Linked DNA regions of Sus scrofa: all the other regions are linked to region 2. A link is a contact called in public promoter capture Hi-C data. All regions are on one chromosome and are shown on one strand. The core of a region is the stretch at or near the end of the contact, and the rest is flanking DNA. Distances in the headings are between cores, read along the strand shown. Region 1 holds the start of ZSCAN29 (zinc finger and SCAN domain-containing protein 29). Region 2 holds the start of CCNDBP1 (cyclin-D1-binding protein 1). Region 3 holds the start of ADAL (adenosine deaminase-like protein).

Region 1 (2,700 bases), core at 178-2,677, 190 kb before region 2:
TCTTATAGACACAGGCATGACTTTGTATACAGATAGATTCAAATCCTGCCTTATCAAGACTAGCCACCATAGGAAGTTACCTTACAGTCCAGCAGGTTAAGGATCCGACCTTACGGCAACTGTAAAGCAGGTGGCAACTGTGGCATGGGCTTCATCTCTAGCCCAGGAACTTCCACACGCAGCAGATGAGGTGTGTGCAGCAAAACAAACAAAAAACCCAAAAACTACAAGCCACCATAAAGTTCTCTGAGCTTCAAGTTGCTCATTTGTAAACTGGGGCTAACAATACCTAACTTGCTATGTTGTTGAGATGATTAGATAATACTACTGGAAGCATAAGTAGAAAAGAAGAGTGGTTCAGATACTGGAGCCAGACAGATCTGGGTTCAAGACCAAGTTTGCTAATTATTAACTGCCTAATACCTGACACCAGAGTTAATCTGTGAAACGGAGATAGGTGGTTGTGAAGTTAAATGAGATAATACATGTAGTACATGGCCCCTCCTTCTCATACATTCCTGGTTACATGAAGGCCTCCCTCCAAATTCTTCTGGAGAAGAAATTTCCTGGTCAAGGAGTAGAGGGAAACACCCTCATTCACTTTTTCATTCAAAATAATTGACTGAAGTCGTATTCTGTGTTAGATACTACGTATTTGGACAAATTTTCAAAACAGCTTAAAACAGAGTGCAAGTGTGAAGATGGGAGAAAGCATCTCCCTCATTTTTACATCCAGTTCCCCAGCAACTCTCATTCAGATAGTTCATCCTTAGGCTCAGCCCTGGATTCCCTCCTCTTCCCCAAGGCAGGGCCTTTCAGGAGTCTGCCCTCCTTTTCCCAGCGTAGCCCAAACCTCTCAAGGTGTTTACACCGTGGTAGGCCCCTCCGGCACAGCCCTCCAGCTACCTGCTCAAGGACACGCCCCCCCGCCCCCGCCTCAGCTCTGCAAGCCACGCCCCCTAAGGCTCCTCCCCCACGCAGTGGCTCAGGTCCACCCATTCCCTGCTCGCTAGTTCCCGCGCTCTGAGCCGGATTGTACCTGGAGGCCACCCCGCTTGTTCCACGTGAAAATGGACCCTGGGTATCCGCTCAGCGCCAAGAGCAGTTCGTGGATCATTTCCACGGCGGACCTCCGGTCCCTATATCCGTTGCACCTTTCTCCAGAGCCTCACCAGGCGACCAAGGAAACGCGTATTCCTTTCTCTACTCGCGCACAGGCCTCCTGGACGGGCGGTTCCTCCAGACTTTATCCGCTGAGAGAACTGCTGCGGAGAGCGTACGGGAAGCAGGGAAGGGATAGGCGAGCCGCGTCCCGGAAGTGCACTGTGCTCGGTTGGGCCCACTCGCTCGCTCCCGCCGGGGCTCCGCGAGAGGTGTCTAAGCAGCTGCCCTTGCGCATGCGTCTGTGGCGCCCTAGTCGCCTGCTCTCACTTCCGGTTTGGGAACTGGACTGGGAGGCTTGAGAGTCCCGGCTGGAGCCAGACCTCGAGTGGGTGAGGCTGGCCCACGGGCAGAGATGCGAGCGGATTGAGGGGTATCCCGAGTGGGAGAAGCTCCTAGGGGTGGGCCAGAGGGTGCTCTCAGGGCGCCTTAGCCCCGGTCCGAAGCCTCTGGAGGGACTCCTTACCGCTCCGAGAGTGACCTGGCCAGAAAGCGAAGACAAAGAGGCCGGAACCCCGCACCCGCCGCTCCTTGAGCTGTGCTCCGCACTCGCGAATACCGCAGCCCTCGGAGCGCTTGGCCAGCACTCGAGCTCGTCTTCAGGAGACACATGACTACTGCCCCCTCGGACTCCCTCTTTCCACCAACTCAGTGTGACTCTCCCCAAGTCCACCTGGCCCTCGCTTCAGAAGTCAAAACCAACTTCTCTCAATGCTCGAGATTTCCCGTCAGTAGTTCCCGGATATTTACTGAGCGATTACTTCTGCTGTGAGGGAAAACAAAGACCCAGTGTTGTGTACTTGATTTTTGTTTGGGGTAGAAATTGGTGGTGGTGGAGTCTGAGGGGGCGGGGCGGACGTAGAGGGTTTGGGGAAGGACGGCGGAAGTATTGGGGCAGATCAGAGGCGACCCGCTGGACAGAGGGTTTTCTATTGCCTTCCTCGGGGTGGTGACATGCCTTTAAAACCTCTCAGCTCTAGGTCTCCCTTACGGTTTGAACTCACTATGCAGCACTGGCCAGGGGAGCTCAATGGGTCAGACTTGGGGAGGGGTGGAAGAGGAGCAGTCAGTAGTTTATTCTCTGCTGCTTCCCCGGGGCTGCCCTGGAAGTCGCCCAGAAATGCAGCTTTTGAATGGTCTCTCACCTTCATGCTCAGTTTTGGCTTGCTGCCCTGAAGTTGGTGCTACCTCACATGGCCACGCAGAACTTAGGGGAAGTCAGGCCAGCTCTGGCAAGACTTTAGACATATGAGTGTATTCCTTCTGATAGTGCCATCTCTCTCTACCCTAGGAGGAAATTCTTCTTACAGAGAGAGACTCATCTGCAGGTGATTCTTCAAGGACATGGAAGATAGGTGTAAACCCTGGAACCTAGACCCTTAAATGGAGGAAAGCCGCTTTCTGCTGTGAATGATGGCCAAACCCACCCTGAGAGGGACTGGCACTAACTCTGAGACCTTCCGACAGCGCTTCAGGAGATTTCATTACCAGGAGGTAGCTGGGCCCCGGGAGGCTTTCAGCCAACTGTGGCAACTTTGC
Region 2 (2,700 bases), core at 89-2,588:
AGCAAACACAAAAAAAGAACCAATGTTTAGAAGAGCTGCCTACTCCATGTCAAGTACTGCACCTGACAACTTGGTTTTCAGAATATTCCTGTGATATGAGAACTCTTGAGGTTAATGTTCCTATGAAGTCAATAAGATATGCAATCTTACTTGACAGATGAGAAAACTAAATTCCACGCTAAGGAGTTTCCTGATCTCCTAGCAATTAAGGATTTGGTGTTGTCACTGCTGTGGCTCATGTTTGATTCCTGGCCTAGGAACTTCCGAGAGCTGCGGGTGCAGGAAAGAAAGAAAGGAGGAAAGAAGGAAGTCCGGGAGAAAGGGAGGGTGGGAGGAAGGAAGAAAGAAATCCCTTGCTTTGAGTGTAAAACATGAAAGAAAATGAAAGGATTCCTAAAGAATAAAGAGGCACTACAAGGATTCCAGAAAAGTAAAGCCCACCTGAGGAGATGGCAGTGGAAGTCGGGAAAAGACTACGGTCAGAGTAGTGGCTTCCGTGGACACTGTCACAGCTGCCTCATCTGGGAAGAGTCAGAGGAGGAGGCAGAAGCCAGTATGTTAGTGCCAAACGGATAAGGCTGCAGCTGCTGGACGGGCTGTGAAGATAACACGTTCCCTCTCCACCCTTGCCGGCTTAGACGTCTCAAAACACCTCCAAAAATCAGTGTTTTAAATCTCAACCTCAGAGATGCCGAGAATGGGTAAGATGAGGTATCCCCACAGAGGGGACAGGCCGGGGAAAAGCAGGAAGGAAAGGGACAGGGACAACTGAAGAGATGAGAGATGGCAGTCTCCAACAAGAGAGGCACTCACTGAATCTTCTCCAAAAGGTCTCCCGATTAAACTCCTTGGTAGTCTCCCGGGCTTCGCCGACTAGTGGGTTCGGCGTGTGGGCCGGGCCACCGCAAAAGGAAGAGCAGAGGTAAGCGGCGCTACCTGAGGCCCCCATTTCCTCCGCTCCCGCCGGGCCCTGCCGCCCTCCCCTCCCCCGACTCCCCCATCCCTCGCTCCCTGGTGCCGCCGCCGCCCTGGCCCGGCTTCTCCCTACCCACGCCGGTCCCTGTGGGGGTCCGTCTCCACTGTGTCAGCTCACCCCGCACTCCAGGAAGGAGCAACCGAAGCTCCTCTGCTAGGTGCCGGAGCTGCTCCAAAGGCACAGCCAGGGTGGGGACTGGAGCATCAGGGGGAGCTGCATTCGCCATCCCAGTAGGACTCTGGGAGCCAGCGTACTTAGCTGCCACGGAAGCCGCCTGAGCCGCACAGCAGTAGCCACTCCACTTCCGGGCGTCACGGATGCGGGTTCGCTTCCGGCAACAAGAGAAGCCGCCCGCCCCGCCCCGACGTGACTCCACCCCCGCGCCGGGCCCTGACCACACACGCAAGGCGACGCAGAGTTATTTCTTATTCATTATTCATTTATTTGATTAGTGGCAAACACCTCCGACAGAGGAAGCAGAGAACCCTGTGGGAAAAGAGGACCAGGAACTAATCAAGGGTAGTCAGGGTCAGGCCCAAGTTTGCACTGGTTCCCTGCCCCTCAAGTGGTGGCGCCCTTGTCCCCTGCTGAGTTCCAGACACTGTGCTAGGTACTTTACATGAGGTAACGTTAAAAAAACACTGGGTTCACATACTACCAAACACACCAGCTCCTGCCCTGTGGATCTCCTAGATTAGGGCTCTCTCTTCACAAAAGTAAATCAACCTTCTGCCTTCTTAGGGAAGGAAGGAATCATGGCATTATTTAGAGATTTTTTTCCTGCAGTCCATTATGCAGGAAATCAGTAGTGGGGAATCCCCCCACCTCCCAGGCGGCCAAGAAACAGCAGCTCCCTGAAGCTTGCCTACTAGTATTGGCCTTCCGCCTGTTTCGGGGGGCAGAGGCCTGGGCTAGAGCTGGATGATGAGACATGGCCTTCAGGAACTCAGGTGGCTTTTTAACTGCACTATGAAGGTTCCAAGCTCTGTGGAGTTCAGTGTCCACACACAACGAATGAGAACAGGTGTCACCAGTGTCAGCCAGGTCCGCAAAGGGGAGAATAATAAAGCTAGAGTGCCATATGTCATATGAAGAAAGTAGCAGGAATAAATCTGCCAGATGTACAGCAGTAACATAAGTAGATGAACAGGTATAATTTTCAAGTATTTTCCTTGACGGAGATGAGACCTGAAGTTGTGACCAAAGCACCGCTGCAGCAAACTCCAACACAGGTAAGCCATCAAGGGGATGTTAAAAAACACCAGCTGGAAAGAGCAGAACAGAACCATTAGATTATGAGCAAGTCCTGGAGGAGTTGGGTCTCACTAACACATTATTGGTGGCTCCTAAAAATATACTGCTTTCTCTCTTGGGAGTTAACAATCTGATTCATTATGTTTCAATCACACTTGCTTATAACACTTGCAATTTTTAGTTAGCTGTTTATTTGCCTGTATCCTTTCATTCACATTAAAGGCATTTTATTTATGTGAAAGCGGCAAATAATGTTTAAGTATATACAATACTCTTTTTTTTTTTTAGGCAGAGTGAGGGTGGATAGGGTATCAATATTTTCTCTTCCTATATGTTTATTTGAAGTAGCATAATGAATACTGGAATATAAAATTGGAAGATTTAAGTTATAATCCAAGTTCAACCACTACATGAATCATTCATTCATCAAAGCACCCATTATATGGCAGGCACTGTGCTAGGCTCTAGGC
Region 3 (2,723 bases), core at 188-2,687, 140 kb before region 2:
AACAGAAGCCATCAGGCATGAACTCTCTCTGTTTCTCTCTGCCCTCCCTCACACTTAAACTTATCTTTATCTATACCCCTTCTTCCCTCATAAATCAGAGAAAGAAGATTTATTCTCCAGTCTCCAAGACTAATTTGTGCCCAGGACCCCATTACTTCCTATCTATTCCAGTTGTTCCTCCACTAGTTAATCTTCACTTTTCTGTTCCTCAATCTTTCTTTCCAACTGGCTAATTTCCCTCAGAGGACCACCATGCAAGCATAGTACCTGTTTCCACCTTAACATAAAAAAATTAAAACAAACTTTCTTTTATCCCACATTCCTTTCATTACTGCCCTCTTCCCTTCCAAACTAACTCCTTGAGCTGCCTCCATTTCCTTCTCCCATTCAGTGAATTATGCCCTTATTGCTCCACAGAAATTGCTCTCCTTAAAGTCATTACAAGCTCTTAAAACACCAAATCTAAATGACACAGTTCCAATATCCAAATCCAAATTATGTGGACTCCAAAACGCATGTCCTTCACCACTGTGCTACACTGCTTCAAGGTAACCATACTACAGTCATCTTAATTTCCTTCTCCATCTCAGCCCCTACAGTCAGTCACCAAATCCCAATTAATAAGTTACAAATGCCCTAAGTATCTTTGCAAGCGATTTCCTACTGGTGATGACTCCCAAACACCCAAATTAGAAACCTGATGATTATTTTAAACCACCAAGACTCAGACCATATCAAAAGGGAATAATCACCTCTCTTCCATGACTCTCTCTCCTGGAGACATATTCAACACTGTCCCAGAAGATAGAACTTTGAATGTGCAAGGGAATGTCATTTTACAGCTCAGAAACAGAGGCTGAGTGGTTCCCTTAGTGTCAGCTTAGCACAGAGCCAGGAATACAAGGGAATCAATAGAACACATCTGTGGGGAAACACTTATTGGGTGAATCACCTCTGTAAAGGTTTCCTCATTTTGCACCTGGCCTCAATGACTTGTTTTCAGATTTAAATGAGATCTCTTACTAAGTACTCATAGTTAATATCTGATGAAAGACCCCTATTCCTCGCCCACCGCAGTCAGTGATTCTAGCTCTGCTTCACTTCTACCAGTCACTCCACGCAGACCCTGTCTGTCGGTCCCCAGAGACTCACCTCTTAAAGATTTTCCTCAACAGCTGAGAACTCTATTAGAACTTAGGTAAATTTTTCACTTCAGACAGGAAAGCTTGTAGAAAAGCGACACCCCACGCTTCCCAGAAACAGTCCACGTGTCCATAATAAGCTGCATCTGGCAGTCTTCCCTCGAAGATTCAGTCCGGGATAATCAAAGGAATGTCAATCACAGCGGACTGTCACCACAAACTGCACCCTCCTCAGTCCTGATCGGGGAGCTGCACCCTTCCCGGAAGTGACGCACACGTGTCCAAGGAAGAGGAGGCACAGACGGAGGGTGATTTTTCCGTACAGAAGTCCGCGAGGTAGGTAGTATAGAACGAAAGGACAGCTCACCACCGTGACGGACCGCCGCTCCTGACTCTCCAGGCCATGGGCCCGCGGAGCCGCGAGCGTCGCGCGGGAGCAGTGCAGAGTACCAATGACAGCAGCGCCCTCAGCAAGAGCTCCCTGGCCGCGCGCGGGTACGTGCACGACACCTTTGCCGCCTTGCTAGTTCCGGCGTCCGTGCGCCGCGCGCCGCTGATCCACCGCGGCTACTACGTCCGCGCACGCGCCATGCGGCACTGCGTATGCGCATTCCTGGAGGGGACGCGCGCGGCTCTCGGCGCGCCCCACATCCAGATCCTGTCTCTGGGCGCCGGCTCGGACTCGCTGTATTTTCGCCTTAAAGCTGCGGGCCGCCTCCCCGGGGCTGCAGTCTGGGAGGTGGATTTTCCGGACGTGGCGCGGCGCAAAGCGGACAGGATTCGAGATACGCCGGAACTGTGCGCGTTAACCGGGCCTTTCCGGCGCGGGGACGCCGGGTCAACGCTATGCTTCGAGAGCTCGGACTACCGCATCCTGGGGCTGGACCTGCGGCAGGTGCAGCGGTTGGACCAGGCACTGGCCGCCGCGGGCCTAGACGCGGCCGCACCGACTCTGCTCCTGGCTGAGGCCGTGCTGACCTACCTCGAGCCGAATAATGCCGCGGCCCTCATCGCCTGGGCCGCCCAGTGTTTTTCTGATGCGCTTTTTGTCGTTTACGAGCAGATGAGGCCGCATGACGCCTTCGGCCAGTTCATGCAGCAACATTTTCGGCAGCTGAATTCACCCCTGCATGGCCTGGACCGCTTTCCTGACGCGGAGGCCCAGCAGCAGCGCTTTCTCCAGGCCGGCTGGACTGCCTGCCGTGCCTTGGACATGAATGAGTTTTATCGCCATTTTCTCCCCGCAGAAGAACGCCGGCGCGTAGAAAATCTTGAACCTTTTGACGAGTTTGAGGAGTGGCATCTGAAGTGCTCCCACTATTTCATTCTGGCCGCTTCTCGGGGAGACATTGTCTCCCAAACTGTAGTGTTCCCAGCATCAGAGACGTTTCCTCGGATAGATCCTGCCTCCCCTTCCGGAGTCATCCCTGCTCGTGTAGTCACTAGTGATAGCCAGGGTCCAGACCTTAAGAGATATGGCCATGCCTCTGTCCTTTTGAGCCCAGACGTTATTCTTAGTGCAGGAGGGTTTGGAGAAGAGGAGGGGCGGCACTGCCGAGTGAGCAAGTTTCACTTGCTCTC

Evidence for each region. Promoter capture Hi-C pulls out the DNA fragments that hold promoters and counts their contacts.
Region 1: a promoter capture Hi-C map of liver shows a contact between it and region 2, with 2.3 times the contacts expected there. The contact joins the promoter of ZSCAN29 here to the promoter of CCNDBP1 in region 2. A contact is called at or near these places in 2 of 5 promoter capture datasets (fetal liver and liver) and 1 of 47 Hi-C or Micro-C datasets (epiblast stem cells).
Region 3: a promoter capture Hi-C map of liver shows a contact between it and region 2, with 2.4 times the contacts expected there. The contact joins the promoter of ADAL here to the promoter of CCNDBP1 in region 2. A contact is called at or near these places in 2 of 5 promoter capture datasets (fetal liver and liver) and 1 of 2 datasets of contacts at active chromatin or transcription factors (alveolar macrophages).

The regions. Positions count from the first base shown.
Region 1 is chr1:128,082,638-128,085,337 of Sscrofa11.1, forward strand. It overlaps ZSCAN29 (zinc finger and SCAN domain-containing protein 29), which reads left to right and starts at 1,428. Exons shown (of 7, transcript XM_005659684.3): 1 at 1,428-1,957; 2 at 2,453-2,700. The coding sequence starts at 2,572. TUBGCP4 (gamma-tubulin complex component 4) reads right to left here and starts at 1,402. Exons shown (of 18, transcript XM_021096979.1): 1 at 1,040-1,402. The coding sequence starts at 1,117.
Region 2 is chr1:128,268,196-128,270,895 of Sscrofa11.1, forward strand. CCNDBP1 (cyclin-D1-binding protein 1) reads right to left here and starts at 1,339. Exons shown (of 11, transcript XM_021097084.1): 1 at 1,094-1,339; 2 at 814-873; 3 at 442-521. The coding sequence starts at 1,202. It overlaps TMEM62 (transmembrane protein 62), which reads right to left. Exons shown (of 13, transcript XM_021097060.1): 13 at 1,398-2,241. The coding sequence ends at 1,915.
Region 3 is chr1:128,124,254-128,126,976 of Sscrofa11.1, forward strand. It overlaps ADAL (adenosine deaminase-like protein), which reads right to left and starts at 1,438. Exons shown (of 10, transcript XM_013993097.2): 1 at 1,153-1,438. It overlaps LCMT2 (tRNA wybutosine-synthesizing protein 4), which reads left to right and starts at 1,421. Exons shown (of 1, transcript XM_003353380.4): 1 at 1,421-2,723. The coding sequence starts at 1,546.